Regions from separate parts of the Mus musculus genome. Here regions 1, 2, 4 and 5 are each linked to region 3. The links are chromatin contacts, called in public HiChIP or PLAC-seq and promoter capture Hi-C maps. All regions are on one chromosome and are shown on one strand. The core of a region is the stretch at or near the end of the contact, and the rest is flanking DNA. Distances in the headings are between cores, read along the strand shown.

Region 1 (5,915 bases), core at 2,741-5,240, 150 kb after region 3:
CAAATGGCATTTCCAACAATCAGCCCCTCCCTGCACTTAACAGTCTGCAAAACAGAAACCTAAATGGAGGCTGTGGGACATGGGTGCTTTCTGGAAACGAATCCACTACTCCTCAAGACGGCAACTACTCTTAACTTGAAAGGAAGAAAACACGGGGAGGCCTCCATGGAGTCCATAGCCGCTGGACCCTATGATCTACAGTCACCCATGACTTACGGCAACCCAAGCCTTTCGCGTAGACCCACCTCTTCGATGGTTTCATCCTGCGGGGTGGCAGCGCTGTCATCCGAATCCTTCTGCGATCCAGCATCCGCGCTCTTACGGACCTCCCGGCTCTTCTTGTGCTTGTGGGCCAGCTTCTTCGCATGCCCATCGGCCTTACCGCTGCTGAGCCGCCGCACGGGGCTCGTGAGCCACTTGCGCAGGGTGTTGCCGGGCCGCTTGGGACCTGGTGAACTCTGTGCTCCGATCATGTGGGGCTGAAGGGAAGCCACAGAGGCCGGTGGGCTGGCGTCATTACTGGAGACCGACAGTGAGTCTGATGGGATGAGAAGAAAGAAAGAAGCCGTTTTATTGATTGACCACCATTGTGGGCAAGTCTCTGCCCTTAAGCCTCAAGTTTTTTTTCCCATCTTAAAGGACTCGCAGGTGGGCTGATGGCAACTTTGTTGTCTTTACCTAGATGCTGAAACAGACAGGAGAGGACTGATAACTCTCTCCCCTAGGCGGGTTATGGAGCCAGATTTCTGCTACAGAGGCACTGCCCCATCCCTAAGGTAGCCCCTGTCACCAATCCTGAAGACCAGTGTGGCCACTGCACAGATCCAGGCATGCGATTTGGTTTTGCTTAGTTTGGCACACTATCAGTAAATATAGAGCTCTCTCTCTCTATCTCAACCTATCTTCCTTCTATCCATCTGTCTCAACCCAGCTAACAAGTCACCTCAGGGCTCACAGGCTTGCAAGAGGAAGATGATGAAACAACGTTTCCAGACTGAGGGGGAATGTCCCTGTAAACTTGAAAGCCAGCAATGAAGAGCCACGTGGTCACTCTGAGCACCTGACATGGCGGCTCTGCCAGAGTCACACGGAATTGAACGATTTCTTTTAGGAGATGTAATAATGAAGACGACCATCGGCCAAGTGTTTATTTTTTTAGACCCTTTGAAGTCTGAAAAATTTATGGTTGCTAATCTTTGAAAGCACAGTTTTACACACACCTGCAGGGACTCTTTGCCTTGTGCCCCCAGAGACCACTAGAAGCCCTGTGATTCTCCCCAGAGGCAAACTGGTTCAAATCTATCAGTGTCTGCTAAGAGATAACTCTTTTGCTTGCAGTCAGTATGTGTATGCATAGGTATGCATGTGTTTTTTTTTTTTTTTAAATTTTGTTTTTGGGGGTGAGAGTTATTCAGCTGTGTTCACAGCAGCCCACTGTCAGGCATAGCCCACGAGAGGCAGGGGAAGATGAGAACTTTAGATCACTATCACTCCCTGGCATCTAGGCTCACAGAAGCCAACATGCTCAGCTCAGGCCTCTTGGTGCGGTGACCGTATAAATGGCTCAGAGATGAAGGGAGGGGCTGGTAATCCACATGTCACATGGTACTTTACATTTTTTCTCCCTGACAAGGTTCTGCTTCTGGTCCAGACTGGCCTCCATCTCTCAGGTCAGCCTCCTAGAGGGACTGGGATCACAAGCACAGGCCGCCATGCCTGATTCAATGAAGCATCTTTAAATCCAATGCGTGTGACCAGCAGGTAGACACAAAGGCTGTGCCATGGAGAACGTGAAGGGACAGCCTTTCTTCTGAGCTCTGATGCATTACGTTACTTTGTGAGACTATTATACTTCACGGGAGAGAAAAATGCTGCGAGTGCTAGCAGCTATTATGGATTTAGAAGGAAGCTAAAGTGTTGAACTTTCCACTTTTCCTTTGAAAGTCTCCCATTTCAGAAGTCTGAAGATACAGGGAGAAAATATCCCCATCTGTCTTTAAGGTTAGCAGATGTCCTACTGTATCTGGTATAAATCTGATACAGTCATAATTTTGGATACCAGCAATGAGAAAAATAACCAGATAATTCTTCGTTCCACTTTGTAAGTATAATGTCAACTCCCTCATGCTTTTGATTCTCTGTAACAATACATTGTGTGTGTGTGTGTGTGTTAATGGAACAAAATTCTCTCCCGATATCTGTACATCATCCTAGCCCACGTATCTACTCTGTGCTAGGATATGACATAGTGCCTAAGTCAGAAGTTTAAAAAGCTCTCATTTAAACAAATGAGATCATTAACAGAATGCGGTAAAGAACCTGCTAGTGTTTTAGCTATCCGAAGAACCAGTTTTGTCCAGCAGACTAATTCTGCTGGTATACATTTTGAATCCACTAGAGATCTGAGCTTGTGATGGCATTTCTGTAGTGGATGTGTGGTCTACAGTGTCACTGGCACAGGCTAGGTACCAGTTCCACAGAGCACAGAGCCTACAGTCAAGTCCCTTTGGAAAGACCCTGATTTACTGGTCAGGACACAGCTGTCTTTCTCAAGAGGTTCTGATGGCCATTACAGCCAGTGGACTGTAAGGAGGAGATCAAACCTGGAACCTGAGTATCTGCTGACCAAGAGTGACACAGGGGCAGGTGTGAGGCACCTTTCCCAGGTTCATGACTGCCCAACTGTATAGGATCCATGTGGATACTTAGGTCCACCCGGGAGGAGACTCCCACCCTCAGATCTATATAACCTGTCAAGGCAGGCTCTGTGTGGGCAGGAGCGTAACTGATAACAGGCTGCTTGGTACATCTTGGACTTAGTAAATACATACAGAATAAAGATGACCAGGTGAGCAAAACACTGGTTGCAGGCTATCCTTACTTTTGTTTGCCCAACCCAAGGACACTGATAATGTAAGCCTACCACTGTGGACAGTGATGTTCAGAGTGCGGCATATTGTGGTCAGTTCTGTGATAACTACAGGTGATCTCTATCTTCAAGCAAAGCTTACACAGTTGTGAATTTTCACTTATTTGGAAACCAGGTCAAGTAGAGTCTTGTGATCCTGCCTCTTCCTGTGATGCTATGAGCTGCTTTTTCTTGGGGCAGAGCCTGGGCTTGGTGTGTGTAAGTGGCACAGATCAATGGGAGCACTGCACAGGGGCAGAGAAAGGGCTCCGGATGAAGCTGACCCCGCAGCTCCAACAGACACACCCGCTAACTGTGATAAACATGTTCAGTTCCGCACACTGGTCTCAGCTCCACTCCTCACTGGGACGCTACCTTTCCTCAACTGTAGGAAAGCCTTGCTCTTGCCTGGTCTGAAGGTGGGCTATCTTCTCTCACTGGAGGAGAATCCTCTGATTCCAAGCACAGAAGGAGGACCTATGAGAGGTGTCACAGAAAGCCCTGGACTGGGGGGCTGTGTCTGGGCTTTGTTCTCTCAGGGGTGATCCAGTCTGACTGGCGTAGCTGGGTTTCCACACCTTACAGGGCAGCAATGGACTCAGGAAACAGCAAGAGTGAAATGAAGTAGCTTTATAAACTAAGAAGTGGCTTACAGCTGAGGCATCTGGGAGTCCCTGATTGTATAGAAATGGGTATATTGTATTTATACAAACAGCAGTGCCCCGACAATACCCAGAATTCATGGACAATAGGAGTTAATGGCACTAGGAAATAATAAAAAAATATGTGGCAGATACGACTGAGATACTGACTTGGTTGTTTTTCTGTTTTAAAAGAAATTTGTCCCCAGTTATAAAGAGATCCTAGCAGGCTTAAAAATCCACGCAGGTGTGCACACAAAAAAAGCAACCACTGCCTGTCGGCCAGGGCAGGCTTAGGGAGGAATCCCAAGTGGCTTTTTTTTTTTTTCCTGAGGCTGAGGTCACACAATGGCTGTTGTGGTTTCCTTTTAAAGTGAAGACAGAATAAAGCCAGAGGAGGAAGGCCAGGGACCCAGCTCTACACGGGAGGGTTTTACCATGTGCACACAGGGCCAGGCCCAAGGGGAGGAGAAAGCTATCTCCTCCCAGTCTGTAAATCTGGACAGCTGTGATTAATAAAAGTTCTTAAAAATGTAAGGAAAAAAAAGGATCATATCCTGCTAGTTGCAGGCTAAGGAAGATTAAGTTTCCACCCCATTTTGCTTTCTCCCCACTTTCCCAGTGGGAGGAGGCCTGAGATTCCACTCGCGTAAAGCTGCAGCAACGGACTGCTGAGGACTTTCAGTCAAGTTTTAGAATTTAGTACCGCATACTCTGCGCTTGAGAACGACTCACCCAATGGACATTTCTTTGGCTTCACAGGCTTTATAGCACACAAGAGGGGTGGGGGTGGGGGGCTGTGCAGCTGTGTGCAGGCAGCAGACCTGGGGCTAGGGCCTGACTGGCACATGCCGGGCTCCTGCCAGTCTTCTCTGAGGGAGCTGTTTGTAGAAGGATGTGGGGCTGGAGCTTTGACCCTGCCTGTCGCCTGTAGGCGCTAAGTACCCTTAAAGCCCACTGGCCTTTTCCTGCTTTAGTTTCTTGAGGTGTAAAATAGTAATGGTTTTCCCTCTCCTGTGTGGAGAGATTATAAAAAAGCCTTTGTAAATATAACCTAATAGATATAGGAGGTGATATTCATAGTTTTGAAAAAAAGAAAAGAGAGAAGAAGAAACTGCAAACAGCAAGTAGAAAGGCAGGGACTAGGAGCAAGGTGGTCATCTGCACAGCATAGCCTCTCAATCCTCCGCATCTGCTGCTCAGGCTCCCTTCACCCATATCACATCAACTGAGCACACACAGGCAACTGCTGACAGACAGCCAAGTCACGGATGGGAGGTGGGGCCACCACAAGATGCATACATTCAACACTGGGAAATGGTCCAGGAAACATCTGTCTCACATTTCAGATTCTCTTGCAGTATCCCTAAATGATAGTGCGTGTGTGTGTGTGTGTGTGTGTGTGTGTGTGTGTGTGCTGGGAACACTATCCAATTCTCACATTCCCAGGCAGCCATTGTATTACTGAACTAAACCTGCAGTTCCTGGTCAATCAATATTATTCTATCTCGGTGTTCACTGTGGGTGTGCTGAAGAACGAGCCTTCCGTCAGGATAAGCATAACTCAGAGAGAGATTCCTAATGCAAAGGATTCATTTCCGGTTCATGTCCCGAGGACTGTAGTTTATAATGGGAAGCACGGTTGCTATTTAAGGAAGACAACCCCAAGGCTGTGATTATAAAGCTTGAGGCCAGCTGGGCGACCTGTAGCGTTCCGTACCTGACTTACCGAGAGCTGAATGCAGAATACCTGTTGTTCAGAAATGTCAGGAAGGCAGCGGTGGAGACACCGAGCCAGAGAGCACAAGCAAGAGGAAAAGCAGGCTGCGGACAGATCCCGACAGCATTCCAAGCAGCTCTACATTCTTCCAATGGGATTCAAAGTCTCTGTTTTTAAAATCAAGGTATCATTTTTTTTTCTAATTAAAAAAAAAAAAGACATAAAAGTGAGCCAATATGTAAGCTATTCTGCCAGATGTATCCTTCAGGGACCATGTCTTGTCTTATACCAGGACTGCAATGGTCTGACAGGCCACAAATATTGCAGATAATGGTGGTGAGACATATGGGAAACCAGTTGAGGGACTGTGGAAGAGACAGCATCGATCTGCTTAGTGACACGGAACAACATTGGTGGCTAAGAACAGATGCGTTTCACGGTCACTTTCCAAACTACAATCTATCTTCTCCTTTGAGTAAGTACCTGAAACCTTTCCCTGCCTGGCTTCTGATTTCTTTGCTCTTACATAGGTTCAGCTCTCTTCCGTCCAGTGGCGGATAGAACTAATGTGTCCCCACGCCGAGGCTCTGTCAGGATGACAGTGGGGACCGCACATTGTGAGGCACAATTCTATGCCTTTCCCACA
Region 2 (5,803 bases), core at 1,727-4,226, 140 kb before region 3:
AACTCACTGCCTAGAATGCTCTGCCAGTTTTTGGACCAGCATATTTTCTGCTGCAGGGGGGTCACAATGAAGGACATTCAAGGTTTTATTTTGTTTTTTAAATTAGATTTATATATTTTATTTTATGTGAGAATATATTATGTATACCATGTGTGTGCTTTATGCCTACGGAGGTCAGAAGGGGGCATCCAATCCTCTGGAACTGGAGTTAATGGATGGCCGTAAGTCACCAGTGGATGCTGAGACAGAAGCCAGGTCCCCTCAAGTGTAATGAGCGCCCTTCTGCTAAGCCATCTCTCTAGCCCCCCATTCAAGATGTTTTAACACTGAAAATAAATCTCATTTCTTAGAGACCTGCTTGTTCTTATGACCCCTGTCAGTAGCTACCTGGACATTAATGGTCTCGTTTCCTGCTTTGGGACCTAGCCCTGTCCTACACATCCGCAGATTTCTAGTTAGTCCTCAGGGGCACTCGGGGTCTATTCTCATTATGTCATGGCTGTGTTTTTGCTGAGAGTAAATTTAAAATCACCTGTTTGTAACCTTTGGCTTAAGCTTCCCTGACCCTTTCCTTGGAAAGTAATGCAGAAGGCATCATTTATGACAAGGTTCATTAGGTACTAGGAAGCTGGACAAAAGAAAATATTTTTTTAACTAGAACATACACATTAATAAGAGGAATTCTCTAATATATAATATTATAATACATAAAATATATAGTATAATAATATAATGTATAATATATATGTAAAATCAATCATGTTGTCTGCAGTGAAAACACCTATATGTTGAGAATTGCTGGAAAAGATCCTTCTACCTCCACCCCGCAAGTGCTGGGACTGCAGGTGTGTGCCACCACTCCTAGGGCATTGTTTCAGTTTGTGACAATGTGTGCATTGTACTTCCTTGCTGGGCCCACACTTCTCCTGTGTCGACCACTTGCAGTTTGCAAAGTATGTTCTCGACGGCCTGCCTAGGAGTCGAGTTGTGCTTGCAGATGTCTGCAGAGCATGAACCCGACTGAATCCCCCTCTCCTTCACCCTGCATGGTGCTCCCAGCAGGGGTCCTCTAGGACTGGGGAGGAACCTTGATCCATGGGTAGCCTGCCATGCAAGCCTCCCCATGCTCTTGGTGCCTAACCCTCCTCCCTTCCCTTTTTCTGGATCACATATGATCAGACACGAAGGAGGTGAGGGCGCTCCTGGTCACCAGTAAGGCATGAGCTACCCCAAGAGCATCACTGCAGGCTCTGCCCCTCCCTTATCGGTCCCCAAACATTCCTAACACGTGGCTGTGGCTTGTGCCTAATCTCTCTCTCGGCCCCTTCTCCGTTCTCTCCTAGGCTAACATGGGCACAGTTCCCTCTGATACACAGCATATGTACCACTTTCTTAAAATGTAATCGTAGTGTGAAAAAAAAAAAAACCAACCCTGTGATGCGGGCTCTCTGGACTTTAGTTGCCAGTTCCTTCTGGCACACAGCACAGTCCCCGGCCTTTCAGCACCTTCTCATAAGTCAAGTCTGTTTAAAGGGTTTTTTTTTTCTTTCCTGCCAAGCATTCATTAGTTTCAGATTGAGTTACCCCGGTTGCCTCTGGGATGAATCCCTTTCCTCTCCTTAGCATTCAGCTCCAGGGGAGGCAGAGGAGTCCCACTGATCCCACCCCACCCTTCTGAGACGTGCTGCAGTGCCTCTGTCTTACATGGACTGCCATGCACTGTTCCTCCTCCCCTCCTCCGTCTTCCCATGATCCCCTAGGGCAGGGCTGCTGTGTGACATCAGCACACCCCTTGTCCATAGGGGTCTTCTCCTACAGACTCTGCATGCAGTAGGAACTTCAGATGGGCTTGCGTAAGTCAAAGAGTGAAGGAAAATCATGGAAGTGTCTGGCGCTGATTTATAGTTCAGACACACCCATCTCTGTCACACAGAGCCTGTTCTTCTCTATGAATGGAGGGTCAGTGAACCAACTTTCTTAGATGTTTCCCCAAACAAACGCATGGACACACCCTGGTAACCCTGGTGTGTGCATTAAGCTCAGGGTGTACACTAGGAAAGGTGAGGATACTTTGAGGTATAAGCAAAATAATACCAGCACGGAGGGATGGCTGGGACTTGTTTGTCGGTCTCACATCTGCTTCTAATGTCTGCTGAAACCGGCTGCTTTGTGCAGCCATTCTGCAACGTGCACACAGCACACAGGGTCTAACTGTGTAGCCTCAGTTGGCCTTAAGCTTGCCTCAGCCTTCTGAGATTGCCGATCACCAGTGTGGACACCATACTCGGTTTGAAAACAATTTTATTATTGTGTTCAGAGGAGAAGGTTTTTCTAGTGAGATAAAGCCTGTTCTTTAAGAGGCAGTTTCTCTTGAGGGAACAGAGTCAGCAGGCACAGGTTTCAGTCCCAGAGGGTCCATCGCAGGGAAGCCAGGTAGGAGGTGGTAAAGGATATAGAGAAGGCTTACAATCAGGAGCCCTTCTTGGAGCTTCCCTCTCCCATAGCTAGGAAGTGCCTTAATAAATAGCAGTCGCTTTTTGTGCAGGCAGTGTGAACAGTGGTCGTTTGGGGACAATCTGTGTGTGGGGGTGACACTGGAGGGACATAATCCTTTTGGTGTGAGGATTCTATTTTCTCACCATTACACAAAGAGAAAGAGCGTGGTCAGAAATAGAACCAGAGTGCCCTCCTCCCCGCCCCCTCCCCCCAGCTTTCTACGAGGCAACGAAAGAGAAATGTATCTGGGGCTCACCTGTGTGGTGAGGATCCGATCCCACAGAACAGAAATCTGATATGCTAGGCTGCCACCAGGGCGCAGGTGCATGTCTGGTGGGGGTGGGGTGCAGAAATAAGTGTGGTGTGTTTAAATATACAGATCTGTTTTGTAAACGAAAGCTCCCCTCCCTCCCTCCCTCATTAGTGCTTTAAGAGCAAATGTTTCCTTACGGAGATTATTAAGCCATTGGTTACACAACCTTGGCAGCATTTTGGTGGTTTTCTTTTGAGGTCGCCATCAGCCCCAAACTAAAATATTTACACACTGGTTGAAATAGGCTAGATAATGTTAAACAAGGAATGCGGTGTAAAACCGAGACCTTAGAAAGTGAAGTGTGGATTTGCCCTGAAGGTGATAGTGAGACTTCTAAACTGATCCTGTAACCTTCTGGGAGATGGGACAGTGGGTCAGCCTTACAGTGGTTCTCAATTCCACACAGTTGCATATCTTCGTGGTTTCCCAGAGTGAGGAATAATCTTATGTATGTGCTGCTGTTTTTCCTGGGAGTAGACAACACAGTGGCATGAAAACACCTTTCTCTCTCCTTCTCCTGTTTGATGGTGTCAGGGTTTGTGCTCTGGCCTTCTGGAGAGAGGCGGGGGGTGGGGGGAGGTCAATGTAACCAGCCATCTTTTAACAGACTGGAAGTCATTTGTAACTCGGTCTTCTTCAGAATACATTCAGTCCATGCTTGGTAACTATTACAGCTTATTGAAGAAGAAAAAAAAAAGGTGCAATAGCGATGAAGATTTCCTCCTTTCTAGAATGCAGTGATAAGCCTAAAAATTGAATAAGAACCCTCACTGGGTTTTCTACTGTCAATTTCCTAGAGTCTCGTAGTGCGTGAACGGTGGTTGTCTGCAAGCATATGTTTGTTCCATATTGAGTAGGAGAAAAATCTCTTTATCCTAAGATTGTCAGGGAGGCTGGCTCCAGAGCAAGCAGACTCTTCCAGCCCCACCGTGCTTTGGAAGCCTGGGCATCGGCAGCTTGTGACTCCCCGCCACGCCCACAGCAGTTGTTAGGATCTGAAGGCACGGACCTGCTCTGAGCCAGATCACAGGAGGACCCTGGAAGCCTTCCGTGCCTGCCTTTGTCTGATCTTTCTTCGCCTTGTGGTTCTGTGAGCAAGCTCCCTGCCTTTAGGTAGGTGGCAGGTCCCTAAGGGCCCAAGGGTAGTCACTTTCTTCAGCAGCCCTGCATCAGCTGCACATCACTGGCCTCCTCTACAAAGGAGTCTTTGTTAGAACCAGCCAGGGCCTTCTCTTTCCTTATCTTCCCCACGATTTTGTTACTATCTACCTATTCATTCATTTGGTGGCTTACTTCCCTTCCTCAGTGTGATGGGAGCTCTGCATTGAGTGGGTAACTGGCTTCCTCCCTCTCCTGGCAAATTGCACAGTGCTGAGGAAAAGGGGCTGATCATAAGACAGCCTGTAAGACGATGGCCAGAGCCAACGGCTTTCCCTTCATGCTTAGCAGTTCTTCTCATTAGGTGTCAGGAGTGTGTGTCTGCGTGTGCATGTGCATGTGTGTGCACGCGTGCATACCCGCTCTTGTGCACTTTGTGTTAGTACTTGGTTGGTGTTGAATGATACGTTTTTGGTAGAAATGACCCCAAACAGTATCAGTTGACTACCTAAGTCTTTCTGTTTACTCTTGAGCTACCATCCCTTTACCCACACAGGAAACAATAGCAAGGCTGCAGATACTACCCAGCAGTGAAATGCATAGGCCCTAGGCTCATTCTCCAGCAAAGAAGAAAGGGAGGGAGGGAGAGAGCGAGGGAGGGAGGGTGGAAGAAGAGAAGAAGGGAGAAATCCTTTTATAAGTGATGGGATAAAAGTCACATACAACTGACTATTAGGCAAGCTCCCAGGTCCGTGTGTCTCGGCCTGTTCTCCACAGGTTGTGCTCCCCACGTGTGCCTGAGGAGTGGGCTCTAGATGTTCCTGCGTCCCTTCCGTTCTATATAGAGAGTGATAGGAAATTCACACACACTTAGAAATACTGTCTGACACACTTGACTCATAGGAGTGATTGTGTGTGTGTGTGTCTTTTGTTTTTGAGACATCTTATATAGCCCTGGATAACTCCACTCTTCCCCATTCTGCAATCCCAAGTTGTGGAATCACAGGAGAAAACCAACAGGCCCAGCTGGGAGTAGTATTCCTAGACATTTGTGTGACAGACTTTAAACTTTTAAAATAACTATCTTCCTTCTGGTTCTCTTTGCACTGCCTTCTCTTCACAGTCTTTCTTAGTGTTTACAGTGAGCCAGACAGCCAGGTTCTGTGGCACAGGTCTTTAATCCCAGCACCCAGGAGGCAGAGACAGTAGATCGCTGAGTTCGAGAACAGCACGGTGCACTTAGTGACTTCTAGGGCACATAAAGCTAAGTACAGAGACCCTTCTTTCAAACACATCAAACCAGACTGTGGCCAGCAATGGCAACTTCGCCCCTCAGTACAGTGGAGTTTCAGGTACAAGGAGATGGAAGAAGCCTTAGCCCCATTTCCTCATCTCAGCTAAAGTCTTCCACATCTGCTAATTAAATGAAGGTCTAGATCAACACCCGCTTTCTTTATTGGCTGCCCTCCATTCTCCTTTCCCTCCTCGCCCACTTAAGTAAACAGGAGTAGAACTGCGTGAAGAAGTTACCAATACAATAGATGGGTGAGAATTTCCTCCTCCTGGGGGGAGTAGTTTTAAGGAGAAAATAGTTCCAAACACTATGGCTCCCGTCTTCCCTGGAAGATGTTTCCAGAAACACAGCTGTCTGAGGCGAAGGCAGAGAGCTTGACCCACCTTACAAAGGCGTTAGGAAGTGAAGTGGTACAGCTTTCAGACTCAAACATGAAAAAATCCCTGAAGTCGTCCAAGGCATGTGTGAACCAGCAAGGTCCTCTGCCACATGAAACAAATGGCAGAGAGGACACATCTGTAAGCCACCACCTGTGTCTAGATGCGATTGGAAATGGAGGCGATCGGAGGTTGCCTTGGAGCTCTCCGGATTCTCAGGATCCC
Region 3 (5,335 bases), core at 2,156-4,655:
CTACACAAGGGCGGCAAGGACTCTTAACCACTAGCCATTTTTCCAGCCCTCTCTGCAGTATTGGTAAGGTGGAGTCAACCAATGTGACACCACACATCTTCCTACCCAGACCCAGAAACGTAAAGACCACTAGGCCTAGCCTTTGTCTAGTCTGGTGACTGCAGAGAGGATAAACAACAGAACACATACAGGAAAGTACCAGCACCTAGGCCAAAATTCCACCCACTTCTGCAAGTGGACTTTCCATGTCAGCTCATCCTGCTCCATGTGACTTCCAGAAGCGCATAAGGACAACACAGCTGCCTGCAACAAGGAGGTCTGGAAACATCCTGGGTGACTCCTCAAGCGGGGTCTTCCTTGCGTGAGGAAAGGAGAGGGAGTCCACTACATCCCCACAGCTACACGCCTTCTTACCCCACTCTGGAAGCTAGGCTGGGCAAGGACAGAAAACAGCATAAACGAGGGTTGACAATCCCTGCAAACAGCCTAACACATAGAGGAGTGTGCTCGCAGACCCTTGAAGAATACCTTAGCTTAGAAACACAAGTTTGCACTCAATTTCATCGGGCTTCCCAGACGACTGGTATGCCTCCATACAAGAGCATACCCAGCATCAATCTCAGAGTAAACCCCAGTCCCATCCTCAAGTAGACTGAGAAGGCGCACGGGGTAGTCTGTGACTTCCCTAACCACTTCCGGTTTGGTCACGCCCTTGAGGAGGATAGCGTGGTATGACTGTCTAAGGGTTCCCCACATGAAAGGATGAAGGGAAGGGAAGATGGAGCAAAGGAGGCCTGTGATGTGAGCAGCCGGGGAACCTGCACAAGGTCAGTTACTCTGGTCTAATGTCAGGCCTCTTCAAATGGGACTCCCAGCTTTACAGTGACCATCCCTTGGGGCTTGTGCAGGAGGCAGTGTATACATGTGGTTTGGGTGTCCCTCTTCCCCAGTCCTTTCCCCTGTGAAATGCGGTGAGCTTATTAAAAAGAAATCAGAACAGCTGAGCTACTAGAGCCAAACCCCAAGTTCATAATTCACCTGTAGGCTGCCTAGGACTTACACTCATAACCAATCTCCCTCAAATGTAGTAAAAATAACGCTATAGCATATCTCAAATCATATCCAATCTCACCATGGTCCCTATTTTAAGGTAAAAATATTTTCAATAACTCTGAGTGGAGAGGTCTGACCCCTGAGCCTAACACAGATTTAAACGCACATTCTTAACAGCATTAAATTTATAGCCAAACTATTAAGCGGCTTATATCACATACGCACATATTACACTGTCAACTATTTACTGTTTCTCTGATACGGGACCCTAGAAAAGCCCCACAGAGAGAAAGAGCCCAATCCACTACTCATGTAAGGCTGAGTCAGAAAGGCAAAATGGTCTAGCAGTGTGGTGTATTAACCAGTAATACTTGTGAGTTACACTATACACTAGCCTCATTTCCACACCTGAAGAGTCAAGAGAAAATGGGTCAATTAAAGCCAACACAGGCAGTAAGGAAAAAAAGAAACAGCTAATAACATTCAAATTACAAACATAGGCGTGGTTATAAGCCATGCCTCTCTGTCCAGTGTTGCTGAGGAGGTCAAGAAGAAGGGGGTAAGGGGTAGGGAGTTGGGGGGGGGGGGGGAGGTGTCAAGAACCATGGTCTTAAAATCTCCTACCTGTTTCTCCCTGCCTAACAACACAATCCGCACCTGTTTCCTCAAGAGTGAGATGACAAACCCAGGTTTCAGCTTTAAGACTAACAGCAGTGTGAAGACTCCTTCCCTTTGAGGTCCGTTCCCCAAGGTGTTCGTGAGAACCACCACACCAGAAAACCTTCCAAACAACTGTGTGTACGTTGGAGAATGTGGTTCTGGCCTCAAAGGCTCAGGTATCTTTCAAGGCATGTGAAACTGCTAGGGTAAGACTGAGGTGCAGGGCTTAAAAGGCTGGGCATCCAGGAAAGGAATGGACTAGGAAAGCAGGCTGAAAGGCAGAGCCGTCAGGAAGCAGAGGAAGAGCAGAGGAAAGAGACATCTCTAACCTAGACAGTTTCAACCTGGCAACCACAGACTAGACCAACTCAAACATGGCCCTGTAATATAAAGGAGCTCAATAGAAAGAAAAATAAGTGTCCCTACTTAAGAATCAGGACATTTCATTTAAAAAAACCAGGCTATCTAGATTCATTGACTACAGCAACTATGGCTGAAGCTTAGATAATGCTGACCCAAATAAAGAGCTAAAAGCTCCCCAAGTCCCAAAGCTAACAGACAATGTCACTAACGCTAATTGGCAGCCTAGCTCTTAGAGAAGGTTAAGGCTTCCCACTCTATACCTTTCCTGTTACCACTAGCTCATTACAGGAATAATTACCATCACACTCGGGCGCTCAATAAACGAAAGCGGTCAAAGCCCACCGCAAAGCACCTCACAACTGAGCTGCTATTATATCCCGTCTTCCTTAACAAGGCTTCAAAAGACCCCTTCTTAGGAAATTGAAAGAGCTCTAAAGGTCCATCTAGACACACCTTATGCTTTAACTTTTGGATCATAAGAAAACTGACTGTCGGAGCTTTTGATTTTCTAAGTCCAAAGACATCTAGAACTGTGCCACGAACTCAGTAGACACCTCCAAACCCTGCACAGTGAAATCGCTTCTAACTTACTGTTTTTCTTCACAGTCAATAAGGAACTGCTCTAAAACTGTGTGCCTGTGTGTGTGTGTGTGTGTGTGTGTGTGTGTAAAAGCAAAGAGTGGTAGGAATACCTAGCCAGGGTCTGACGGGGTAAAACGGAGAGGGCCAGCCTGTGGCCAAAGTCTGTCCAACAGGTGGGAAACTCTTCAAGTGGTGACATCGCAGGACAATTCTGTGGCTGTTACTGGGGCGAACTCACTTCCTCCGAGCTAGGTTAGGGGAAAAGAGCTACAGGGAGTCAGTGGATCATTAAAGGGGCCTCTCTGGATTTCTTTCCCAAATTCCTAGCGCTTTCCCTAACTTCAGGATTGGACAGTTGTCAAAGCGGGAGTGTGGCGGCCTGGGTGACCGAGCTGTGACAGGGTCCACACTCCCGACTCTCTACTGCTCGGTCTGGGTAGCCGACCTGAAACCGAGGGAACCCACGCAGCCCCGCGCCCGCGCCCGCTCCCACGCCCGCCCCGCTCACTCACTGCTCGGCCGGGCATCGCGTCGCGGCCCGGGGCTGCGCGCCGGCCGTCACCTTCCCGCCGTCCCGCGCCGCGGCCCCGGCCTCGCGCGCCGGCGTCTCGGCGCAGCTTGCACCGGGCCACGCTCCGGGCTGGGGCATGGTTCCCCGACTCATCCGCGGCCACGCCGGGCCCTGCCGTCCCGCCGTCCGGAGCCGTGGCTGCGCTGCCCCGCACCCCGCGAGGTCCGCAGAGCGCTTCCGTAAGCGTCACTGTGGCCCGCCCCGCGACCTTTGACCTGCAGCAAGGGGGCGTGGCGAGAGGCTAGGGGACCTGGAACGGGCGGGGCTGGGAATGGAGGGAGGACGCCTGCGCAGAGCGGATTTGAGCCGCGGAGCCTGGAGCGGCCCGCGCCGTGTGCCCACTGCGCATGTCCGGGCTCAGTAGGTGGTGTTGGGGGATGTTGGAGGCTGGGCAGGACACGCGGCTGGGCGGTGTGGAGTTGAGAGAGTTAGGATGCCGGGTAGTACTTACCTCGGTACAGAACTTCATCCTTGGTCCCCTAAAAGTTCTGCTGGCACCGTTCCTCAGTGCCAGCGCGGCCTCTGGAGCCCACGTGGCCTTGACCTCGGCTGTGGGGTCGTAGTTGAGCAAGCACAACATTCTGTGCCATCTTGAATTAGATTGCTTCATGTGATCGATTTAAGAGTAAGAGTAAAGGGCTGACATTAACAGATTTCCAAGGTATGACCGTGGAGGCGCAGAAGCCGGGGAGAGTGGGTGAGTTAGTAGGCATGGCTCCAGCCTTGAGGCAGAACCCGAGTATGGAGCAATAGCGAGGCAGGGACATTTCGGAAGCCTGCAGATAGGTTCAGGGGCAGAACCGAAAAGTAAGATTGGAAGTCAGATCATAAAAAGCCAAGTTTAGATTGATAAGCTTGAGCTTCGTCTTTTCCGTGTTCTCTCTATAAGGCCATTTATGAAAGATCATTTTTGCCTGCAGTTAAATATTAAAGCATAGGACTAAACTGATGTTCAGAGGTGAGGGGAGCACACTAGTGTTAAACATCCCCAAGGCTGATTGGGTGATTAAAACGTCCTTGATTATGGAGAGCTAGAATATTACCGATTAGGAGTAAGCTGCACAGTCTTGGGCGATCTTCAGTTCTCCTTAATAGCCATTTATTGCCAACCTCATTATAGCTTTTAGGTAAATCATTGGGATCTACAGACTTACGGCCAGAATAACATCAGATCACATAACAAACATTTAACAAACATTTCTACCATCTACCTGATGCGTTTTAGAAAGACCTTTGACTTAATGTTTGATTTGTTCTGTTACTATTTAAAAAAACAAACAAACAAACAAAAAAGCAAGGAAGCCATTAGGCTGGAGCATATGGAGACTATTTGGAATAAGTCAAATCTGTGTTCCTGGACCATTGTGCCTCATATTTCCTTGGCTCCAGACTAAACTATCTTACTTTCTTTCAGGGGAGGGCTATGTTCTTTGTAAAGAACCTGTAAAGATAAACTCGGGGAGGTGGGAACATAAGAGGATAAACTATAGAAAGAACATTTGTGCTGGGTGAGATGGTGCACGCCTTTAATCCCACCACTTGGGAGGCAGAGGCAGGCGAATTTCTGAGTTCGAGGCCAGCATGGTCTACAAAGTGAGTTTCAGGACAGCCAGGGCTACACAGAGAAACCCTGCCTCAAAAAAACAAAACAAAACAAAACAAAACAAAAACAAAAACAAGAGAAAGAAAGAAAGAAAGAAAGAAAGAAAGAAAGAAAGAAAGAACGTTTGTCTTGAGACAAATAACTCTGAGGTGTTCTTTTCCTTTTTTTTTTTTTTCTTTAAAAAGTAAGAAACACACCTGCTGAAAATTCAAAGCATAAAATGGTAAGCAAACTGGTTGAGGAACTTAAGGAGGAAGGATTGTAGTAGGTCATCACCCAGTTCACGTCCATCTGGAACATCCCAATCTGACTTCGGGGGGCCGGGGGATGGGGGAAGAATCTCTGTCTATGAGATTAGTAAGGTGATGTCATGTTGGATTGGGGTGTCCTGTAAAGCTATTGATTGGTGTTTTGAGAGGAGAGACTGACCACACAGACAGATAAACAGCAGAGGGAATAAAGCCATGTGGGGAAGAAGACAGAGATTGAAGGAACGCAGCTAA
Region 4 (6,065 bases), core at 2,086-4,585, 180 kb after region 3:
GAATGGCATCGGCCCGAGAGAGTCTCCCTTTGAAGCTGATGCCCTGAGTTACTCTTCCATCTCAGCAAAGGAGGTTAGCTTTGTTAAGGGGAGGACTCCTGACTCCATTGCAGAGCCGAAGGACCCTGACAGGAGGGTCCTGTGTGCTCAGCTGCAGGGCAGACAAGGCCTCACCGTGCTCTCGCTGCCCCCGAGAGGGGATGGCTTACCTTTGTGGTTGAAGATGCCCTCCATCTCCATGCTACTTCGGGAGTGGGCGATGCACAGTGAGCCACAGGGCACGAGGCCTTCTGCTGCAGGGGACCTGTCAGTGGTGCGCACCAGACACCAGTCGGGCTTGTCGTGAGGCCGTTCCAGGACCTCCACTGTCTGGCCACGCCGGATGGTCAGCTCATTGCTGTTGCAGGCTGTGAAGTCATGAATCACGACCGTCAGCTCGCAGCCACCAGAAAGCTGGGAGGGACAAAGAAAGAGGGACAGGTCAGCAAGCAGAACCACGTAGATGGACACAGTTACGAACTTGGCTAGGAATGTCACCTTCTGCCGGGAACTCTGCAGTAGGGTTAAAGGCGTCACCAGAGTGGGGCTAAGGCTATGTCCTGACCCCCACCCCCTTTGGAGCTGTGAGGTACTGAAGCTCCTCCCCTCATTCCCGATGCTGGGATTTTTCTGAGGGGTTCACCATCAGTCCAGCGTGATTTCTCACGTACTTCCAAATCCCTCTGAACCCGGAACATTCTAGTTCCCTCTATAAAAACACTACACACTCATTTTAAAACTCAGAACAAAGTAATAAAACTGCCTAAAGGCTGGTCAGGGAAAAATCATGAAACAGACAGTAAAGCGAGATGGAGCTCTGAGGGGTTTCAAAGCTGTAAGCGAGCACCCCCGAGCGAGTGCCTCTCACCACTCCCCAAGCATCTCAAGATCAGGAAGGGAGAGGCTCCAAAGAGGGACTGAATGGCCCCTAGGCACTGGCCCTGGAGTGCTTCTCCTCCAGGCCCCTCAGAGGTCTTGGCTCCGCCCCATTCCTGTGTTCCATCGCAATCATTCCCAAAGAATCTCTGCAGGCAGTGCTTGCCAGCTCTCTGTACATTAGATGCGGGCATACAGCACTGTTTGAAGCAGTGCTCGCCAGCTCTCTACATTAGACGCGGGCATACAGCACTGTTTGAAGATGGGGAGTGAATGTCTCAGTGGCTGTCTAGAACTCATAAAGAAATCACAGCAGACTTGTGTTCGCATGCCTCCTCCGTGTGCCTGCCTGGCTCTCCCACAGCTGCTGGTGCTAACCCTTGAACTCGTGACCCCAATTCTCTCTGCTCGCTGTGCCCACTCCCATGTTCTCTTCTGGCCCAGACTAGTAGTACTTAGGTCTTCTGCAGCACATCGGTGAACACACACACACACACACACACACACACACACACACACACACACACACAGAGCTGCATCTGAAAAGCAAGAACACGGTTCTCCCACTACGGTTGTCCCCACTTGGCCTGTGTCCTGGTAGGTTGATCCTCTGGACTGTTAGCTGTTTGGGGACAGGACTCATCAGCTCCTATATAAGAGCTCTGTGACTGGCTCTCTGTCCTCAAGCTATCCCCAGGTTCCCCTGTGCCTGTTTCTTCTCTATCCCATTGGATAGCCTCAGCCTCACGCTGGTATTCCCAAGACACAGCAGCTGGTGGTCCCATGCTTCCGATTTTTCACCCCACCGGGGAGCTGGGACACGACTCATAATGTCCCTGCTTGTGTTTCTCTTCCGGCGTTGCTTTCTGGGCGATGCTATCACCAGCAAATTACCCAACTTAGATGCATTTCCCTCCTCCTCTAGAAGTTGTCAAGTGGACTCGAGGGTGGCTTTCTAATGACTTTCTTCCTCTGCAAAACCCCACACTGGTTTTGCACATTTGAGTTTCTCCAGTGATTCTGATGCTCTCAGTGTGTGCCCCCAGGCCTCTGCTCTGTCCCAATGGGACAATGCTGCCAGGGTAGCCGCTCACAGTCATCTATAGGGTGGAACACAGGGCTCCCAAAGGAGGAGCTAGAGAAAGTACCCAAGGAGCTGAAGGGGTCTGCAACCCTATATGTGGAACAACAATATGAACTAACCAGTACCCCCAGAGCTCGCGTCTCTGCTGCATATGTATCAAAAGATGGCCTAGTTGGCCATCATTAGGAAGAGAGGCCCCTAGGTCTTGCAAACTTTATATGCCCCAGTACAGGGGAACGCCAGGGCCAAGAGTGGGAGTGGGAGGAGAGGGTATAGGAAATTTTCAGGATAGCATTTGAAATGTAAATAAAGAAAATATCTAATAAAAAATTTTAAAAAAGCATGGGTCTTCCTCTTCAAAACCTTAGGTACATTTTTCTTGATACAGGCTTTAAATCCCCATCTGCCTTGCCAGGTTTTTGTGCAGACAGTTGCTTCTGAGACAGGTCCTGTGCATACGAGGTCCACAGTGCCATCCCTGTGGTCAGATCTCCTTGTGTCCATTCTCCCTTCAAGTTCCCCATCCACCGTCTCTGGAAAGTTGTTCCCATTTTTGCCATCCTTAGGGCTTTTGCCTGAAACAATTTATACTTCAGTTCTGAAATGAATAGTCCTCTCTGTCTCTCTGTCTGTGTTTCTCTCTCTCTCTCTCTCTCTCTCTCTCTGTGTGTGTGTGTGTGTGTGTGTGTGTGTGTGTGTGTGTGTGTGTGTGTCCCCTCCTCAGTAGAAAGCAAAGCAGGTCTGTGTCACTCTTATGAATCTCTGTGTCAAGACTAAGGGCAAAAAGAGGCTTGCCACCACCATGGCAAATAGAAGAGGGTCTGCAGGTCACTGCAAGGTCTGTGTACCCACGAGGTGCAAAGCCCACAGAACATTTGGCAGGCTGTAGGAAGCACTCGCCCACACACGGTTCTACGCTCCATCCCAGCTCTTTCCATCATGAAGATCCAGACAAAACGAGCCTTGTCACTAGGCCACAACTGTTTTAAGTTCCCCTCTAAATTTTTATAAACTCCTTTGTGGGAAAGCCATGGTAACATTTCCATTAGTCCCTGGACAGATAAAGAAGCCATATAAGTGCTGAAAGTTGAGACCGAGCGAGCTTGGGAAAGGATTTCTCTCACACAACCCCATGATATGGAAGTGGTTAACTCCTCAGCAAATAGTGGGGGTGCTCCCTTTTCCAGCCACAACAGAGTCAGCTGATGAAGCTTGGCAGGATCGGACGTGCTGCAGACCAAGCCCTGCTGCTTGTGGGCCTTGGTGGTCCGGCCCCAGTGCCCCCATGTCTGAGGGCAGCCAGCTCTGTAACTGAGCAGTCCAGTTAGAACTCCAGGCTCCCCCCAGTGGTCCATGTTGCTGCTCTGGGAAGGAGCCCTGAGCTGGCGGCTTCCCCTACCAGAGTCTCATTAACTTGTCAGGCTGCTCAAGCAAATGTAGGGGTGCCTAGTGAGGGCTGCCTAGGAAGGGAAGTTAACTCCACTATATTTTTGGCACTTATGTTTTTTTTAAAGACCTTTGCAGAGTAACCAAAAAGGACTGGGAACATCTGTGTGCTTGACAGATTGTAAGGAAAAAAAAAAAAAAATGGAGCCTGCTCTGACAAAGAATCATACACCATGTTAAAAACATGCAGAGGCTTTCTAGAACTTAAGAACACAGAGTGCCAGAATAATACTGCAAAAAGTGCTAAAATTATCACCCCCACATTTTCCTGTTCCCCAGTCCTCTCCTGCCCATCAGGAGAGATAAGAACCTACAATCAAGGTTAGGAACTAAATGTTTTGTTCCCTGAGAACAAGTATCCTGTAGGCTTCTGTTTCAAGCTTTGCATTTACGTATTTAAATGTTAGTCAAACAATGCAACTGCTGGTTACCCACCCCCACCCCAATAAAATGGCACAGTGCATCATTGGGGAGAGCTTGCTGGGCTAGTCACTGTTATGGTCCTCCACAGACATTACAATTGGGTAGGGCTATTGATGGCTTTTTCCATGATAGCTTGCATAGCCCCTTCCTATGCTGAGAGCCAGCTCTGGGGGTGGAGGCTTCCAGACCAGTCCCAGATCACTTCCTTTAATTGCAGTGTCCAAAGTACATGATATCTTCTGCAACAGGGACTTAGTGTCAAGTTCTGAGCCACAACCATAGGCAAGGACAATATCCCACGGTGTTTATTTGAGGGTCTCTTGGACCCTCAAAGGGAGCTTTCTTATGCCTGGCACTGGGGTTTTGTTATATCACCCACTACTGCTCTTGGGAGGAGCACTGTCATCCATGTGGCATGACTCGAGTTACACTATACATGTGCATGTGCGCACACACTTTTTACTTTTTCATCTTATTTATGAATGGGTGTTTTGTTTATATGTCTGTGCACCAGTGCATGTGGTAGCCATATAGGCGGGAAGAGGGACTGTCGTTATAGTTGTGAGACACCATACGGGTGCCAGAAATTGAATCCGGGTCTCCTAGAAGAGCAGCTAAGCCACCTCTCCCACCCCTAGCTTATGAACTTTTAAGTAAACTTATAATGTTTCCTTGTGGCTTCTTTAAACACCCACAGTGTTATTTATCTCTCCTTCCTTCCTTCAACTTTGCATTGAGCAACAAAACATCTCTTTAAAATGAAGCTTGCTAAGATTTTAGAAGACATGTTTTTGTTGTTTCGGACATTTGTGATAACTACTTTGAGGAAGCAATGCAAGTCCTTATTGATATCAATCACTCAATTCCTAACCAGAAGTTTAGGTCGCTGACCATGAAGATTTTGGAGCTCTTAGCCACCCCAGCCCTGATGTCATGACTACGCCGACCGCCACCCTACCCGTCTCATTCATCTGTGGCTGCAGCAGCTCCCTCTTCTGTGCCAGCCACTTCCCATGGAGTCCCCACAGCGCTCTCTTCACTGTAAACATTTTATAGACTCTGCCCCGGCTTCCCTGGCATATCTGCCTAGTTCAGGAATGCAGTGTATCACATGGCTCACATTAACCCTTCTGGAAGTCACTTCGGAGGTCAGGAAGGCAGTTTAAAGGCATCCTTCAATTTCTCACTACTGTGGTAAGCAGTATGTGTGAGAAAACAGCTGGTCTCACATGGAGCACAGCCGCAGAAATCACCAAGGATGTTATTTCTCCCCGAGTCCTGCCTGCCCTTGGAGAGGGCCTCTGGGAGGCACCAACGACCTAGACCAAGGGCACGAGCAGATTCAAAGCAGGCTTTTCCCTGAATTCTGTCAGGATAATGGAAAATAAACAGTTTATGGCCTTTCCACCCCTTCATCTTCTGGCCAAAATCTTTTGTACTTCAACAATCTTTGTAGAAGTCTGTCTTTTGCTTTCCAAAAAAAATCCCAAACTGGATCATCTTGCCGCCTTGTCTCACCCCATGGCTGAGATGCCCATGCAGTGGATTTGGTCATGGGCTCCTTAACATTTTCACACCCCGACCCCATGCACTAGAACAAGGCAGTTGTGTGTTACAAGAACACACAGTTTTAAAAGGGCCACAGTTAACACCTGGCTTGAATTACTAAGCTCAGAGAGCTTTCTGCGCAGGGCGCACTGACGAGGGCTGGAGAGAACCGGTGTGGTGGGTGAAGCCTGAAGCCTTCCTCTCTCAAGTGATTCTGTTTCCAGGAGACGATCAACTGCAGTGAATATCTGGCCAATTTTCAAGGGCAATTCAAAAGGAAAGGCGGGGGTGGAATGGGGTGGGTGGGATGTGGTCTAATAATGGCCAGTCCACCTACAGAACAAAGTGTTTCGACTGTTGTGAACAGTTGTAGGCCATAGCTCTCTACCTTCAGTCATTCAGAAACTACACAAAAGAGTCCTGTGGCTTCACGCAGGTTTCACACAGAGCAGAGCAAACTACGATTACTTGGTTTAAGGGGATTAGAGAGTACAGTTCCACTGCAGGCCATGGACACAAAAGCAGAGGCAACCACAGGCAGCCAGAACATACCCATCATGCCCCAGGTTCTCACTGCTGCTGGGCGGCTTTGTGGAGGCTGGCAGATCAGCTCCCACCTTAACAAGTATGGAGAACAGTCTTCTAGGCT
Region 5 (5,391 bases), core at 2,123-4,622, 240 kb after region 3:
GGGCCACCATGCTTCACCCCATGACCAGGCACTGTCCACAAGCAGGATCTGACAATGGAGCACTATTCCTCTCTAAGGCTGAAAAAATTCTTATTCCGCTTCTTGTTTCTCCTGCTCATCTCCTGACCCACAAGTCTCCCCTGACCCCCGACTACGGATGACCCCAACAAAGGCAAAGGTGCACTCATGTGACAAGGACAGCCAGCTGCAGAAGCAGAAGGCAGGAAGGCATCTTCCAGGCCTGATGCATTTGGTACTAATGGGTCCCATCTTCTCACCTGCCACCTTCCGGCCAATGTCTCTCATTATGAGAACATTCAGATTCCTTCCAACAAGTCCAAAGACCCTCTCGGGCAAACTACATTTTGTCATTGTATGATGCCTTACCTCTTTTACGTGCGTGTGAAATGACACAGACATGTCCAGCAGGATCTTTCGTTGTTCAACTCGCCGAACAAAATCTTGTATCCGGTCTTCAAGCTGATGGGCAGCCTGATAAATCTCTTCGGGGTCACATTCCCCCGTCTGAGCCAGCTGCTCTGCTGCTTCTAGCAGTTTATCTGCGTTTGTGTACGTGTTCTGCACGGGAGGATACCCAGAGAAACAGAAGGTGAGCATTCAGCAAACCAGCCGGCACAGGAGCCACAATCCACGGCAACCAAGAACCTATCAGCAGCGATGCTGATCGTTTACTACACTGGGTAGACAATATACAGTAAGGAGCGATGACGTCAGGAGGTACATACATCCCCATCAGTACCCTTTTCTGACCCCAAGCAAACTGTTAAGCACTGGCCAGAATGGCTCATGACTCAAAAGGCTGTTCGGCTTTTGCTAAGCTGGAGTCAGGAAATGGCCCACAACCACAGAGGTCCGTTTTGCTTTCTCCTCTCATTTTTACAGCAGAGTAAGTGAGCTTTCCCCATCTCTGCTTCACAGCACATGGCTCTGGAAGGAAAGGAGTCTCCCAGTGGCTGTAACAATGTAGCCAGTGTAGAAAGCAGCTGTGGTATGGAAATACGTGGCTCTTGTTCTCTGAAGACGATTCTGCTTCAGTTCTTGATAAACTTGTGGCCATGGCTGTGTTGCTCACATGAGCAGATAAGCTACAGCCTGTGACAGTTACTGGCAACTGCTCCACAGGGGCATTACTGCTGAGAGGAGCAGGAGGCGCGCGCGCGGTGTAGTCAGAGCAGCCTGCCCTACAGCAAGGACAGAACTCCCACCTGCGGCTCTGCTGAGACGTCAGTTGACTCTTTCATCCTCCTCCTTAAACTCCTAGAGCCGAATAGGGCAGGTAGCTCACTGAACAGGTATAAGGTGGCCCAAGGTATGGGAAGGGTGTCCCTGGGAGGGATGGGGTGGGGACAGGCTCAGTGAGTGATGGGGCTTGGAATAGGGAAGCGAGGCTCCCATTAAACAGAGAGGACTTCTGTATCAGTTTCTTTTCTGCAGCCTGCATCACAATCTCATAGACTGGGTGAGATGAACAAGAAGTACCGCAGCCCAGGGTTCTGAAGCCCAGGATAAGGGCTACATCTGATGGCCTTGGTGGCAGTCCCAACATACTTTGGAGCATTATAAGAGACAAACTTGCACATGTTTCTCCTGACCCCTCTTCTCCTTACAAAGCCACTAGGAGTCAGTCATGGGGCATCTGCCCTAACCCCAGACCCACCTGTGGACACCAGCCTGACTCATTTCCTCTCCTACTGCATCACAGTGGCGATTATCTCAATACACAGACTTCTGGGGAGGCCACACACACTACACCAAACCACAGCACTCCGTTTCTGATACCCAAGGTTTCTGTGCATCTCACAAAGCAAAACTAGACTAGCTGATGCTCTAGAGGTTCCTTATAAGGTGAATTCCTTATAACTGTTAGCCATGTGAAAACCAAAGGAAGACAGTCTCCTTTGATGGGGGACAGCCTGTCCCAACAGTCCTATCCCAAAAGAAGACTGACAAATGGAAAGGCCTGTAACTCCTGGATTCTATGTGCGTGAAAAATCACCTTATACCTGGGACCAGTTCCCTGAACAGAATCTCTTACAGGATCCTAGGATCTTCGTAGCTTACCCCTCCAAACCCTTTCAACCTCTAGATATGACAAGATTCCAAAGTACCATTCATTATTAGGAACAGCACTGATTTTCACTACTATGACAAAGCAGCAGAGATGGACTAGCCTTATACATGAAGTGGTTTAGCCCACAGTTCTGTAAATCAAAAGCTGAAGATGAGGTGGTCCCTGGTTTGCCTCTAGTGTCACAAGGAAGGGAAGAAATCATATCTTAAAGCAGAAAGTCAGATAGAGACAGGGGTCTAAAATCTTTCAAAAGTGGGTCTCGCTGGAGGCTAGCTGCAGGTGCAACTCCTAAAGGCCTCTTCTCCTAAACTCGTCAATAGGAGAGCCAAACTCCCAACGAATGGTCCTTTGAGTGATAAACAACATCCAACACATTTGGAGAAAGCGTGGTCTCCAACTTGGGAGACTAGACACACTCAGCCATAATCAACTGTTTCAGGAACAGGGAGGCTGGGGGCTGAGTGCAATTACCAGCTCAGTGTACTGTCGGGAAACCAGACCCCTGAGAGCAAACGTGTTTCTGAAGTAAGGAATCCTGCTTTCTCCCTGACTGTCATCTCAGCCCTGAAGTAATCTAGCTTGATAAGTGACTCTTTCATTGACAGTGTCCCCCAGTAGGAAAGCACTACTGGATTGCCAAGAGCCTTGCTATGACATCAGCAGCAGTAAGGAACACTGGGAAAAATATGGCTGCTAAAGGAGCAGGCATGTTATGAAGACACTAAACCACAGCCATTCACTCTGTGCCTCATCCAGAAAATGGTGCTTGCACAGAGGAGGAAAGAGTTTGTCCTAGTGCAGAGCCACATGTGGTGCCAGGGGTGAGGGGGTGAGGGACGGAGACAGGGACATCAGCACTGGCATCTGAAACCCCAGCTAAGCCTTCCTTGCAACAGAGCCTTCCTGAGTCCCTCCGTCATGGACTGAGCTGTGAGAGGTTTCGAATGCTCATTGACGAACTATCCATATCATCAACGTTGGCTTTTGAGCAGCTACTCGAAACCCTATAGAAGCCCTGTGACAGGGACGCCGATTCACTTCCACTTCCCTGTGGCAAACTGAGGTTTGCCAAAGCCAGTCAGCGGAGTGGCCGCTGTTGACGGCCCCGAGACCTGGCGACCTGAAGCTGGTGAGTGTGAGGGGAACTGAAGGGGCAGGCCTTCTCCTTTCTTCAGCTTGAGGGTCCCCCTCTTTGGGGCATCCCTTTTATACTCATCAGGGAGATTAAAGGACACGATAGCAAGGGCGGGCCATGGAGAGCAAAGCATTTCCTCTTTCTTGAGAAACAGCTTATGTTGTGCAAACAGCATAATCTGGGACCTGAGCAGTGCAGAGGAAGATGAGTGGTCCTCCTCCTCCTCCCGCTGCTCTCAGCCACTAGGGCCCGAGTCTCTCCAAAGATGGCAGACACTGTATTTACAATAAATGGAAATGCAAATTTCTAGATAATAGAAAGTGAATACTGAAAGTCCTAAATATGCCTACCCCATCAAAACACAATGAGCAAAGAAACTATGGATTAGAAAAATCTCTAAGGTATTTTAATACTACTGAACTGGAGAAAAAGAAGGAAGGGCCACTGCAGAGAAAACTAGATGCTGTGGGTATCATCAACTGCTGTATGGAAGGCACAAACCTCCCAAGGATCACTTGTCATCTAGGAAAGAAAAACACAACAGATATGGGGCAAGCTCACCGCTGTCCCTCAATGCAGACATATGCCACAGAGGGGGAAAGTCAATCGTAATCATGGCATGGGCAATCTAAAATTCTTAACAGAGGCCATGGAAAATTCTATGTGAGAGATAAGGCAAAATAGGTTAACTTGACACAAGCTAGAGTACCCAGAAAGGAGGGAACCCCAATTAAGAAAATGCCTCCATAAGATCTGGCTGTAGGGCATTTTCTTCATTAGTGATTGATGGGGGGAGGCATCCACTCAGCCCATTTGTGGGTAGTGCTATCCCTCGGCTCACTTCCTGGGTTCTCCAAGAAACCAGGCAGAGCAAACCATGTGGAGCAAGCCAGTAAGTAGCGTCCCTCCAGGGCCTTTGCAGCAGCTGCTCCTGCCTCCAGGTTCCAGCCCTGCTTGAGTTCCTGTCCCAACTTCCTTCAGTGATGAACAGTGCTGTGGAAGTGTAAGCCAAATAACCTCTTTCCTCCCCAAACTGCTTTGGTCATGGTCTTTCATCACAGCAATAGTGACCCCAACTAGGGCACTGACTACTGTTTACATCTGTTAGCATTTGACCAGAAACAACCATTATTTTCTCCGGGTAGGTGGGTGTTCAATAAACTAAGGTGGGCACAGCATAAATACTGGCAACATCATCTACTTTAGGTCCTGACATGCCTAGCTACTGTCAAAGGACTGTCATCGTCAGCCATCTATATGTTCTAAATCAAGGAATGGAATTCTGAACACCTTCTGTCATGACTCCCTCTTTCCCTCTCTCCCTCCCTCCTTAATGTATTCTTACAACAACCTGGTAAAGGGAGATATTAATATCACTTTACAGTTAAGAGACTCAGAAAGACTCAGAAAGACTAAGCTGATGGTAACACAATCAGAAAGACATAGTCATCTTCTTAAGTTTCAGGACATGTCATGGGGAAAGCAGCCTCAAGGACCTGTTGTTTCTTTTCTCTTCTCTGCAGTCTGAGGACCTGACTAACTGGTGGGCAGGTGCTGCACCGATAACTTCAGCCCAGGGGGAAATGCTTTATTAAAAATAATCTGTCCTGAATTCTCCATTGTTAATTTTAAAAGACTAAAACACAATATATCTTTATATTAAAAGCTAAATTAATTAAAAACAAATGGAAGCTTGTTATATATGTGGAGAAGTTCAATTCATATTACAAATGTGGACATAACATTCTCCTAGAAAAACACTGAGCACAGCAGGGACACCCACTACTCTCCTGAAAATGTGGGAAGAGCTTCGTCGCGTGACAAATTCTCAGACCCTTATCTAGGAAGACAAGGTGATCACAAGGCACATAAAAAGCTATCCATAGACAAGCTTCGAGGAGGCTGCCTTGGGGCAGGTTACGACACAGGAAGCTGAAGTGCAGGGTTGGGCAAGCATCACACAGTGGGACCTATGGAGAGACGCTAGGCCACACTCACCAATGTCTGTCAGTGCCCCGCTGCTCTCGGGAACCAGCTGTCATAAACTAAGTTTCTCTGGGCTTTACCAGCCTGTTGCGATCACAGCTTATTAAATTTAATAATATGAACTCAGAAAACTACTACTAAGTAAAAGACTGCTGCTCAAGGACCATCTTCTCTTCCA

Evidence for each region. Promoter capture Hi-C pulls out the DNA fragments that hold promoters and counts their contacts. HiChIP or PLAC-seq counts read pairs in DNA pulled down with a chosen protein or histone mark.
Region 1: a contact with region 3 is called in an H3K4me3 HiChIP or PLAC-seq map of the 230-238 cell line, with 10 read pairs. The contact joins the enhancer-like site here to the promoter of Otulin in region 3. A contact is called at or near these places in 4 of 39 promoter capture datasets (the C10 cell line, the HPC-7 cell line, cranial neural crest and 1 more), 1 of 15 datasets of contacts at CTCF or cohesin (CD8 T cells), 4 of 484 Hi-C or Micro-C datasets (the N1E-115 cell line, bone marrow-derived macrophages, natural killer cells and 1 more), 5 of 115 datasets of contacts at active chromatin or transcription factors (the 230-238 cell line, the HPC-7 cell line, bone marrow-derived macrophages and 2 more) and 3 of 9 other capture datasets (adipose tissue, liver and pancreatic islet).
Region 2: a promoter capture Hi-C map of liver shows a contact between it and region 3. The contact joins the enhancer-like site here to the promoter of Otulin in region 3. A contact is called at or near these places in 7 of 39 promoter capture datasets (the 3T3-L1 cell line, the C10 cell line, hematopoietic stem and progenitor cells and 3 more), 4 of 484 Hi-C or Micro-C datasets (the G1E-ER4 cell line, embryonic stem cells and regulatory T cells), 7 of 115 datasets of contacts at active chromatin or transcription factors (the HPC-7 cell line, bone marrow-derived macrophages, cardiomyocytes and 4 more) and 2 of 9 other capture datasets (adipose tissue and pancreatic islet).
Region 4: a promoter capture Hi-C map of the HPC-7 cell line shows a contact between it and region 3, with 4 times the contacts expected there. The contact joins the enhancer-like site here to the promoter of Otulin in region 3. A contact is called at or near these places in 6 of 39 promoter capture datasets (3T3-L1-derived adipocytes, the C10 cell line, the HPC-7 cell line and 2 more), 1 of 15 datasets of contacts at CTCF or cohesin (the NIH/3T3 cell line), 2 of 484 Hi-C or Micro-C datasets (the MC3T3-E1 cell line and bone marrow-derived macrophages), 3 of 115 datasets of contacts at active chromatin or transcription factors (effector CD8 T cells and microglia) and 2 of 9 other capture datasets (liver and macrophages).
Region 5: a contact with region 3 is called in a promoter capture Hi-C map of hematopoietic stem and progenitor cells. The contact joins the enhancer-like site here to the promoter of Otulin in region 3. A contact is called at or near these places in 12 of 39 promoter capture datasets (the 3T3-L1 cell line, the C10 cell line, the HPC-7 cell line and 8 more), 1 of 15 datasets of contacts at CTCF or cohesin (large pre-B cells), 25 of 484 Hi-C or Micro-C datasets (the AML12 cell line, the Ba/F3 cell line, the C10 cell line and 18 more), 9 of 115 datasets of contacts at active chromatin or transcription factors (the NIH/3T3 cell line, T-cell acute lymphoblastic leukemia, bone marrow-derived macrophages and 5 more) and 2 of 9 other capture datasets (adipose tissue and embryonic stem cells).

Annotation. Positions count from the first base shown.
Region 1 is chr15:27,773,636-27,779,550 of GRCm38.p6, forward strand. It overlaps Trio (triple functional domain (PTPRF interacting)), which reads right to left. Exons shown (of 57, transcript NM_001081302.1): 35 at 246-538. Among named protein-coding and RNA genes, the nearest start is that of Otulinl, 95 kb to the left of the region's middle. Within about 2 kb of position 3,991, at least 80 of the 459 cell types and tissues checked have an H3K27ac peak or open chromatin away from gene starts, as enhancers often do. A contact at or near this core is called in the 230-238 cell line and the N1E-115 cell line, where this site is marked.
Region 2 is chr15:27,484,470-27,490,272 of GRCm38.p6, forward strand. The region is part of intron 1 of Ank (progressive ankylosis); the gene reads left to right. Among named protein-coding and RNA genes, the nearest start is that of Ank, 21 kb to the left of the region's middle. Within about 2 kb of position 2,977, at least 58 of the 459 cell types and tissues checked have an H3K27ac peak or open chromatin away from gene starts, as enhancers often do. A contact at or near this core is called in the G1E-ER4 cell line, extraembryonic endoderm stem cells and liver, where this site is marked.
Region 3 is chr15:27,627,288-27,632,622 of GRCm38.p6, forward strand. Otulin (OTU deubiquitinase with linear linkage specificity) reads right to left here and starts at 3,406. Exons shown (of 7, transcript NM_001013792.2): 1 at 3,171-3,406. The coding sequence starts at 3,322.
Region 4 is chr15:27,805,421-27,811,485 of GRCm38.p6, forward strand. Trio (triple functional domain (PTPRF interacting)) reads right to left here. Exons shown (of 57, transcript NM_001081302.1): 34 at 210-453. Among named protein-coding and RNA genes, the nearest start is that of Otulinl, 130 kb to the left of the region's middle. Within about 2 kb of position 3,336, at least 46 of the 459 cell types and tissues checked have an H3K27ac peak or open chromatin away from gene starts, as enhancers often do. A contact at or near this core is called in the HPC-7 cell line and microglia, where this site is marked.
Region 5 is chr15:27,870,774-27,876,164 of GRCm38.p6, forward strand. Trio (triple functional domain (PTPRF interacting)) reads right to left here. Exons shown (of 57, transcript NM_001081302.1): 11 at 388-579. Among named protein-coding and RNA genes, the nearest start is that of Gm29975, 120 kb to the right of the region's middle. Within about 2 kb of position 3,373, at least 55 of the 459 cell types and tissues checked have an H3K27ac peak or open chromatin away from gene starts, as enhancers often do. A contact at or near this core is called in the Ba/F3 cell line, adipose tissue, bone marrow-derived macrophages and 4 more, where this site is marked.